3 separate regions of the Drosophila melanogaster genome follow, and all the other regions are linked to region 3. Evidence: chromatin contacts called from public Hi-C and HiChIP or PLAC-seq data. All regions are on one chromosome and are shown on one strand. Each heading gives the region's core, a stretch centred on a gene start, on an enhancer-like site or on the middle of the called end of the contact. The rest is flanking DNA. Distances are from core to core; before and after follow the strand shown.

What was found. A called contact is a pair of places that touch in the nucleus more often than the background predicts. HiChIP or PLAC-seq counts read pairs in DNA pulled down with a chosen protein or histone mark.
Region 1: an H3K27ac HiChIP or PLAC-seq map of the Kc167 cell line shows a contact between it and region 3, with 6 times the contacts expected there. The contact joins the promoter of CG3348 here to the promoter of Klp98A in region 3. A contact is called at or near these places in 8 of 107 Hi-C or Micro-C datasets (the Clone 8 cell line, the D17-c3 cell line, the Kc167 cell line and 5 more) and 4 of 6 datasets of contacts at active chromatin or transcription factors (the Kc167 cell line and the S2 cell line).
Region 2: a Hi-C map of the OSC cell line shows a contact between it and region 3, with 2.5 times the contacts expected there. The contact joins the promoter of Men-b here to the promoter of Klp98A in region 3. A contact is called at or near these places in 5 of 107 Hi-C or Micro-C datasets (the Kc167 cell line, the OSC cell line, larval brain and 1 more).

What each region holds. Positions count from the first base shown.
Region 1 is chr3R:27,290,423-27,293,539 of dm6, reverse strand. It overlaps CG3348, which reads left to right and starts at 1,331. Exons shown (of 2, transcript NM_144004.2): 1 at 1,331-1,414; 2 at 1,547-2,005. The coding sequence starts at 1,584. The coding sequence ends at 1,880. It overlaps Hmu (Hemomucin), which reads right to left. Exons shown (of 4, transcript NM_057811.4): 4 at 1,948-3,117. The coding sequence ends at 2,407.
Region 2 is chr3R:27,150,105-27,152,987 of dm6, reverse strand. It overlaps Men-b (Malic enzyme b), which reads right to left and starts at 1,326. Exons shown (of 7, transcript NM_143702.4): 1 at 1,082-1,326. The coding sequence starts at 1,098. It overlaps CG6051, which reads left to right and starts at 1,919. Exons shown (of 5, transcript NM_001300627.1): 1 at 1,919-2,594. The coding sequence starts at 2,559.
Region 3 is chr3R:27,557,580-27,560,867 of dm6, reverse strand. Klp98A (Kinesin-like protein at 98A) reads left to right here and starts at 1,723. Exons shown (of 12, transcript NM_079808.4): 1 at 1,723-2,542. The coding sequence starts at 2,496. CG5646 reads left to right here. Exons shown (of 5, transcript NM_143311.3): 2 at 1-105; 3 at 354-594; 4 at 654-768; 5 at 831-1,489. The coding sequence ends at 1,227.

The DNA.
Region 1 (3,117 bases), core at 82-2,581, 270 kb after region 3:
AAATACTTCCCTCCTCTGACTTTCGAGAAAAGACATTCTTTCTCCATTTCGTGAAATTTCAGAGTCATGCGAAAGAGATTCCCCTTGAAGTCCACTGGCGGCGATCCCCCACACGATCATGATTTTTTTTTATAGACACACATACCTCACATCGAGCACGTCTCGATCGCCAGACCGACCTGGAAGCTCGTGCTCCGTAGGCCCCGGCGACTTTGACCACCAGCTGCCCACGTGTGCGCATAATCGCCAGACAGCCAACTAATTCCAGTTTGCTATGCCTCTTCGCTGCGATGGGCCAAGACATTTGGGGCTCAACGAAATTCAACCACCGCGTGATCACGTGAATGAAGTTCGCCAATCAATTAATGGCCCGTACGCCTACGAAACCGGAGTGAAAAACGTCTGGGCTCGAGATGATTACCTCGTTAGGCGATAAGGTGTCACAGGCGATAAGGTGCTGGCGGCAATTGCCTTTATTTATCGCGAAAAGGTGACACATGGACTCCAGCCGAGGGGAAAGTTACTGACTAGCAGCGCCTAGAATGAGGGGCTCGTCATGCGCACCACACGGCGGATGCGTGATCTGGCCGGGCTAAGCCTCCAACTACTTGATTGCTGGGGTTTATTGACAGTCGATACAAGTGTGTGCGAACTATATATATGCATTTGTTGACATTTTCCGTTGGCGTCATTGCTCAGAAGGCACTGGCGGCACTCTGACCTCAACCCTCGAAAATTAGGCAGGAAACAAATACACGCAAAGAAACTAAGCAGCACTTTAATTGTAAATAGGAATTTCCTTTATTTTAACAATTAACGAACAAACTGTTAAAGATTTATACATACAAGCTGCATGTATAAAATTTATAAAATAAGTTAAACATACGAGCTACATTTTTTTTTTCAGTGCACTAAGCGGTTTCAACCTGCGAGCATGTTACCTAATTTTTTCTCCAAATATGTTTGCGCTCGTTTTATGTGCGAAATTTACGGCATACCGACAGTCTGCGCTGGGAGTATTCCCCCGGCCACGACGACGACACGTGACCACGACCGGGCATCGGGTGGCCTGGCGGTCTTAGCCACCCAGAGACCGACCCGCACCCACCCTTTGGGACGCCTCAAGATCAAGGCGATTCAGTGCAAATTCTTGGACCTCATACATAGATACAAAGTGCTCGTTGCCCGACAACGAAAAAGCGTTGGAATCGGATCGGGAATCGGCCCTCGAACCAGAGTCTAGCAACGCTATCTATGACCAAAGCAGCGGACGGCGGCGTCGACGTCGTCCGACGAAATGGTATTTAAGCGGGAAATGATTCGGTATGACAAATCAGAAGTGAAATAACTCAGCAACAGCGAGCAACAGGCTGCTAGCCGTTAAAAATAACTAACGACCAAGAAATAGCACAAGGTAAGCGAAAAGGGAGAGTTTAATTCAGTAAAATATGTGGGGCAAATGCCTTTGCCAAGAATTATAGTAAATTTATGCGACGATCACGCTCTGACATCGTGGACTAATGCCCAGTTCCGGTTTTGATTTCAGAATTCCCCAAAAAACCGAACCCAATCACTTGAACAAAATGCCTACCGCATCAGCACATCTGCCCATTCAGAAGCGCCGGCCGCATGAGCACAATGGCGAGCCCAGCTGCCAGGGTCTAGATGAGGTGAACCGCATGTTCCGGAATTACTGGGATCCCACGGCCTACTGGGTGTGCGATAAGCAGGGCACACGGGCTCGTCTCCAGCGCTGTCCGCAGTCGCAGCTCTACTCCGAGGAACTCGGCCGTTGCGTCCACTATGCCGATTGGGCCTGGACGGATCCCAAGGAGCCGGCTGGCCGAGCCAAGATCAGTCAATCGGTGTCCACAAATTAGTGATATCTTACGGCTAAACTTAATTTAATGCTAGTCTAAGACAACCAACCTCATTAGGCTTACGTCTATTTTTACAAAATACCTTTATTTTTAATGAAAATAAGAAAAAAAATCAGTACAAAATCAAAAGTTGCTCGAGTTTAACAATTTTGGGGCATTGTTTACTATTAACTTAGCTACATGGAATGCACTTCCGGTTGTAAAAAGGAATGGAATGTTTATAGTGCCTAAGCAAAACAGAATTATATGTTAGTCTACAACATATAAAGCGTTGCCCGTCGAGGATCATATGAGCAAGGCCCTCGGCTAGTCTGAATTTAGCTACCTTTCGACTAAAATTAACTGGTTTCGACAGCCTGAGTTGGGGCATGATAAATAAGAAACCTTTGAAAATTCCCCAAAAGTGGTTGAGATGTTGGAGGGAAAAAGATAATAATCCTAATAGGTTTTGACTGCGTGAAGAAACTAATCTCGCGTCCGGGAATATGCCCGATTAACTCAGGAGGAAGCTGATGCGTCTGCGATCTTAAAGCTCCACATTGACGCCTTGCTTGTTGATGACCTTGAGCTTCTCCTTCTTGGGTGGCTGTGTGTCCGAGGGGATATCCTCCTCAACGGGCGCGGGTTTCTCAGGCACTGTGCGCTTGACCTTCGGTTTAGAAGGCTCTGGAGTAGGAGTAGTAGGAGTAGTAGTAGTAGTTGGCTTAGGAGTAGTGGTGGTTGTTGTAGTCGTAGATGGCTTAGCTGTCGGCGGCTTAGTAGTTGTTGGCTTCGGCGTGGTTGTCGTAGTGGTGGTAGTGGTCGTTGGCTTCTTGGTTGTCGTTGTGGTAGTGGGCTTTGGCGTGGTTGTAGTAGTTGTCGTCTTGGTAGTGGGTTTCGGCGTGGTAGTTGTCGTTGTGGTAGTGGGTTTCGGAGTGGTGGTGCTAGGAGCCGCCTTGGGTTTAGGAGTGGCTTTGCTGGGTGGCACACCAATGGACGCCTCCAAGCCCTCGCCCTCGACGCGAACATTGCGCACCTTCAGCGTGGGCTGCTTGGCCTTTGGCGACTTGACACGCGCCAGGTACTGATTGGTGGGGGAGCCCAAGAACAAGAAGTCCTGGAACTCCAGGACGTGTGATACCGTGGCGGCCGACTTGTCGAAGCCATGCAGCGAGCCCACAATGTTGCCGTTCCAGTCCACACGCACGACAGTCGTTCGCTTGGGCGCCAGCACAGTGATGCTCTCCATGTGTCCCAC
Region 2 (2,883 bases), core at 77-2,576, 410 kb after region 3:
TGTCGTAAATGATACCCCCATACTCCGAGTGCTACCAATAATTATTTTTAGGGTCTTAAAAGCCCTAAGAACTGGAGTCTGAAGGAAAAAGCTGGGCAAGTTCATTAAACTCTTTACGTCTTTCCATTTTTTGTTAGCCAAATTTCTGGCTAACGGTTTGCGTGGGAACGAGAGGCAAGATAGCAGACCAGCTGAAAACATTCTTGATGAACTTGGCAACGAAAAACGCTGACAGCGGCGAAACAAAGCACACATTTTTTCGGTATATGCACTAAATTTAGAATTCCGCCAGACCATCTTTCGAATATATGTCCATGTCCATGGTATTGAAGGTGTTGTGTTTTCGCTACACAGGAAACAAAATGTTTTCGATTGTAAAAGTATGATGATAAACTTTCCATTCCTTTTTTTTTCTTAGAATACTACTAAACAATGGAATACATTCGTATTTGTACTTCCTATCCAACTGTGAATCATAGAAAATTCATACGAATTATGTGCGGCGATATTCCTCCACCGAAGAAAAGCAAAATTAAAGCACATATACTTATGATACGTAGCACCCCGTTTCTCTCTCTGCAGCCCATTGATTTTTTCAGCTGTTTCTTGTTTGGCAGCCAAAAAACGAAGACATGCATGTTCGAAAACGCTTATGCAATTGCAAGGGAAAAGTGAAAATTCTGAAAACAGCTGTTCACCGAACGGGACCAGCAAGTGCGAGAAAGGGAGGGAAGCCGAAGGGTCAATGCCAGGCCATGTGCGATTCCCAATCGGAATCCCTCTCGCTCGCACATAGCGCTTCCCAGTGAAAACGAAAGCTGCGCAGCAAAAGGAGGAGGAAAAGAGAAGGGGAAATGGGATGATATACTATGTGAATATATTGTATATATACACGGACGCCTTGGCGGCCGCTCGTCTGATCCGAGTGACTAGGTCACTGGGCTACCAGCTGGGGCAGTTGCTCCTCCCGCATCGTGAAATCTTACATAATTTGCGCCCGAGGCACACACACACCCACGCGCACACAAATCCTTCGAGGCGAGTCCTTGCATAAAAAACCAAACGAAAAAGAAAAGCTTACCTGGGTCGTGAGAACATTTTTATGTCGTATAATTGCTTTCCGTTGCGCTGCTAATATCACTGCTCTTGTGTCAGTCAAATCCGTTTGACAGTTGTCCGGCTACAAAGGGCTAATACTTTCGGTGGCGTACGGTAACTTTGCAATGCGACGCGGTCAGCGACAACGACGATTTTCCAGGAATAAAATTATAGCTCTGCGCGCGGATTTTAACCCACCCCAACAACTTACGAAAACGACACTAGTGACCAAGCGACGCGAAAGCGCCAGCGAAACTTGAATGGCACTAAAAAATGACAGATGTGCGAGGCGAATGCAGGGTGCGGTACTCCACTGGCGGACAGTGCGCACTCGAACCTTTTCGAACGGACAAGCAGTGGGGAAGCGAACCTGTTAGCCTAAAGTTTAGTTCACTTTCGAACTTTGAGTAAATTTAAAGCGTTTCAAGCCGTAAATGTTTGTACCCATTCTAATTTATTCATTAAGCTATGTGAAATACAACATTATATATTATGTAATAATTAATTATTATCATTGTTAATATTATTATTTTATTATTATTATTATTAATTTATTATTATTATTATTATCATTAATTAATTATTGATTAAAATTATTCAATGTGTTTATACTAAGCTGATTTTGGCAAATACGAATGTTAATAGTTCGAATTCGACAGTTTACCAACTTTAGTGATAAGATATACAATTAGCTATAAGCTTATGTCAAACATTGAAAATCCAACAGTACAACAATATCGCATTGCTAGTGTGAACGGTGTAGGATAGTTTTTACACGTCCTCAGCATTTTCCCCCGAACCGAAGAGCGCCATACTCTTGGCAGTACTAATCGCAGACCCCGCCGACTGGTCACATTAATCGAAAAAAAAACTTTGCTGCGAACGCACGGACGCTCCGCTGTCGACGGAAATCGCATCGCAACGCGAAGGGCGGATGAGTGCTGCGCGAGTTTAATGGAAAAGTTTGCAATCCGAGTCGCCCGACATTCGAGTGGTCAGCCTCCGCTTTGACGCACTGCCTCTGCAGGCCGCCACAGGACAACCGACGCAGTTTCCGCGAGGGAAATGCAGCTCCACCTAATGCGACCGCAGAGTCACGCGTGTGAGGAGCACGAAAAGTGAAAAAGCAAGAAGATAGAGCAGAACAACAAAAGGCAGGAAAGCAAAGTGCGAAGAGGCCAAGGCATTTAAACAAAATTCACAATAAGTGTTAAAATCAGTAATGTGCATTTAGCAGTTGCCAAACAAATAGCATTTTTCTTTGTTTTGTTTGGCTCGTACGCACTTGTGTTGGTGTACAGTGCTAGTGAGTGAGTGAGTGAGTGCGTGTGTTTGTGTGCGCGAGAGCAAGGACAACAAGAAAGAGCAGCGGAAGAGGAGAAGACGAGGAGCAGGAGCAGGAGGGGAGGAGGCAGAGCAACAACTGTGGAGCTGCAGCTGGAAAGAAACAACCTCCTGCGATGGACACGTTTAAACGCTGGCTAAACAAACCCAAGGTACAGTTTTTGTTTTCTGCTCCTATTTTCGCATAAATGATGAAAGATAGCCCGATTAGTAGTGCCCTCTTATCACTGACACAAAAAACAAACAACAAAAACAAGAGAGAGCGCAGCGCAATTAATTAAAATAGTGAGCAGAGCGCGATAGAGAGAGAGAGCAACAAATGGTGTCAAATGTGCCTGTGTGTGTTTTAACTGTGCCGTTGTGACGTCAGCCTTTGGCCCTGGCTCATTCTCATTATAGGCTAGCGCCCTCTCGCTCGCACCCTGTTAGCCAGCTGGGTTT
Region 3 (3,288 bases), core at 474-2,973:
GGGGTGCTGGTGGCCCACCCACTCGACACGATCAAAGTTTGGCAACAGGCCTCAAATTCATCCGTTGTGACAGCCATTCAACAGATCTACAGCAGAAATAATGGGGTAAGTTTGGAAAGAAGGATTGCGTCTAGTTGGAAACTTTTTTTCAAGGATACAAATTTTATGTGAAATATTTGGATAACGATGTACATGTCGATCTTCCAATCTCCTTTTTTATTCATAACTTTTCAAATATTTAAACCAGCCAAAATGGCTTTGTCCTATTCTTAATCCCGACTCCGACTGGACGCAATCCCTTAGAGCGCCTAGGTGGGTCGTGATGGGTTTAATCGATCAGCATCGCCTCAAAGGTCAACGGCTTCTACAGGGGCATGTTCTTCCCGTTCATCTCGACGGGAGCGATCAACTCGCTGCTTTTCGGCATCTATGGAAACCATCTGCGGCAGCTGAGAAAGGTGTGCCACAGTGACTACCAGCGGGAGCAGCTGGAGTACCACAACATGTTCCTGGCGGGCTCTGTGGCGGGATTCGTGCAGTCCTTCATCGCCTGTCCCATGGAGCTGATCAAGGTTCGCCTGCAGACAGCCACTTGTGGGTTCTACTTGATTTTTTAATCCCAAAATGGAGGATTAATTTGTGAAATTCCGTAGATTACAGTGACTATCTGTATGGCCAGAGAAGGACCGCCTTTGGCACGTTCAAAAGGATACTCAAGACTGATGGCATCTCGGGGCTCTATCGCGGCCTTTTGCCCATGATGTGCCGGTAAGTTAGTCCAGGTGGTAGTCCAAAAATACATGAATCTTTCAATGGTCGTTTGGTTACAGCGACGTCCTGCCCTATGGAATCTATATGCTGGCCTATCGCCAGGGCGTTGACTACATGGACAGGCGGGACTTTGTGCGCCGGCGACGCAGTCAGTCGGACGGATCCAGTGTGAACCTGCTGGTGACCACGCTGGCCGGCGCCTGGGCGGGAGTCATCTCGTGGGTGTGTGTCATTCCGTTCGACGTGGTCAAGACGCTGATGCAGGCGGATGAGAATCACAAGTACCGGGGCATCTTCCATTGCGTGCGGGTGCAGTACAGAGCCTACGGCTGGAGGAGCATCTTCCGCGGCAGCTGGATGCTGGTGGCGCGGGCGGTTCCCTTCAATGCCGCCACTTTCCTGGGCTACGAGTATGCGCTGGAGTGGTGTCAGCGGTGGAACGGCACCTACGTATGACCCAGGCAGTCTGGTGGAGATTAGGAGCCTTAGTTTGTATGCTGTGTACATTGTTGTCAACTGAGAATGAGTGTGATCGAAAAATGCAAACCTATTCTATAATTTACTTCAATGCTGTTTAACAGCACTAACAAATAGCTTTAATTGCCTCACTTTGTAAACGTTTTATCGTATCAACACGGGCTTAATATTTTCGAAATGCACCTCAATTTTGTAAGCTTTAAAATTAAAATGATGACAAATTGCGTCCATGAACAAGGTTATATTGCTGAGTATTTGAGATCTGCCTCTAAAGTTAGATCTAATTTTTTTAAAAATCTTTGGTTTGAACAATAGGAACAAGTTTTTGAATTTAGAAAACATTCAAATCGGTTTGAGTATGCGCTATCCGTGTTATCAACCATTTCTATGAATGTTGAAAACATCGAATTGGTGTGACCGCACTGCCAGAAGGCGAGTGTGTAACTCCGCAGTTTATTAGCACTGTTCTGCGAACGGTCACACCGAGTCGAACGATGAACAACAACACAACATCGCGTCGCGTTCGTTAAAAAACAGAGATAAACGCAAATCGAAGTAACAAAGTGTACATACAGCGTGCTATTTTTCTTATTTTCATCGTGCTGCACTTAATGACCCATGTCCAGTGAATATATGGGCAGACACATATGGTCAGCGCAAAAACGCAGCGAGTTGCAATGAGCAGCCGCCGAAAAAAATGGCAGGAAAAATTGTGCAAGTGAATTAATGTCGAATTGCGCACAATTTAATCTTAATTTTATTAGTGGTAGTATGTGCAGTTGTTTGTGGAGCCGCGAAAAGTTCGCAAAGTTCGCTGATTTTGCGAACGGGAGGCTCGCAATCGAAATAACGGTGTACAAGAAGACGAAGAGAAAAACAAACTGAAAAGCAGAGCAAACGGAAAGCAGAAAGACCAAAAGTCGGACAAAAACGCAACAGAGTGAATTGTGTTTCCACTGCTGCCCCCCACCCCCATTTCTTTTACCACCCCTCCCCCCATTGACAATCCATCCCAAAAAAATCAAATTACGTGGCAAGTGGTCAGGCGAGAACAACAACAACAACAACAAGAACAAAACCTGCTGCTGCAAGTTTTTTCCTATTTTTTTTGTTTGGTACCCATCTCTTTGCTTTTGGTTTACTGTACGTGCTGAAAACGCCCCCCAAATCCGCACCACCCACCACCCAAATAAACAAATAAAGGAGTACAAGAATCCCGCGTAGCCACCCCCATCGCCACCATCGAAATGTCGTCACTCAAGGTCGCCGTAAGGGTTCGACCCTTCAACTCCCGGTAAGCCCAGATATCCTACGCCTATTTATAGACACAGCCATGGTCAAGGAAATAGCAACACTGCAAATAGAATCTACACAGAAATAGGGTAGTCAAACTTAGCTTAGATCAACAAAAAGCACAGCTAAATATTCAAGATTATGTTTCTATGAATATGAATATTATCTTTAAAAAAAAACTACAATTCCCAATCTTAATCAAAAACTGAAATATTAAGTTGGTTGTGGAATATGTTCTAACAATCTCTTTTATTACTCAAAAAGCAGCTTTAATTTAGATTTTGAAAAATATGACTAAGCAATGGGGTGACGATGACTTTAAACAAAAAAGATATAGATTTGCCTTATTATTATGACCTCACTTATCATTATCATTATAGGAGAATGTTTGTTTGTTGGGCTTTCTATCGCGTATTAACTTTAAAACGCCCCTTGAAAAAAAGTATGGAATTTGGTTGCGCATTTCACTTAAAAAGCACAAAAGTGTCTAGAAAACAAATTTCGTTACAAAAAACCCCTTGAAATACATGTAAAAAGTGTACTAGACTGCCTACTTAAAACCACATTAAACCTTTTTATTTTTACCAGCCTTGTCTATGATCGTTAAGCATTTATGTTGCTGCTTGTTTTTTATTTTTATTTATTTTTTTTGTGTCTTTATCTTGGCTATCTGGCGCAGCGGTCATTGCTTTTGGCACAGTTACTTGCGAATAAAACCGAATCGAGAAAAGCGTTCGAAAGAAAGAC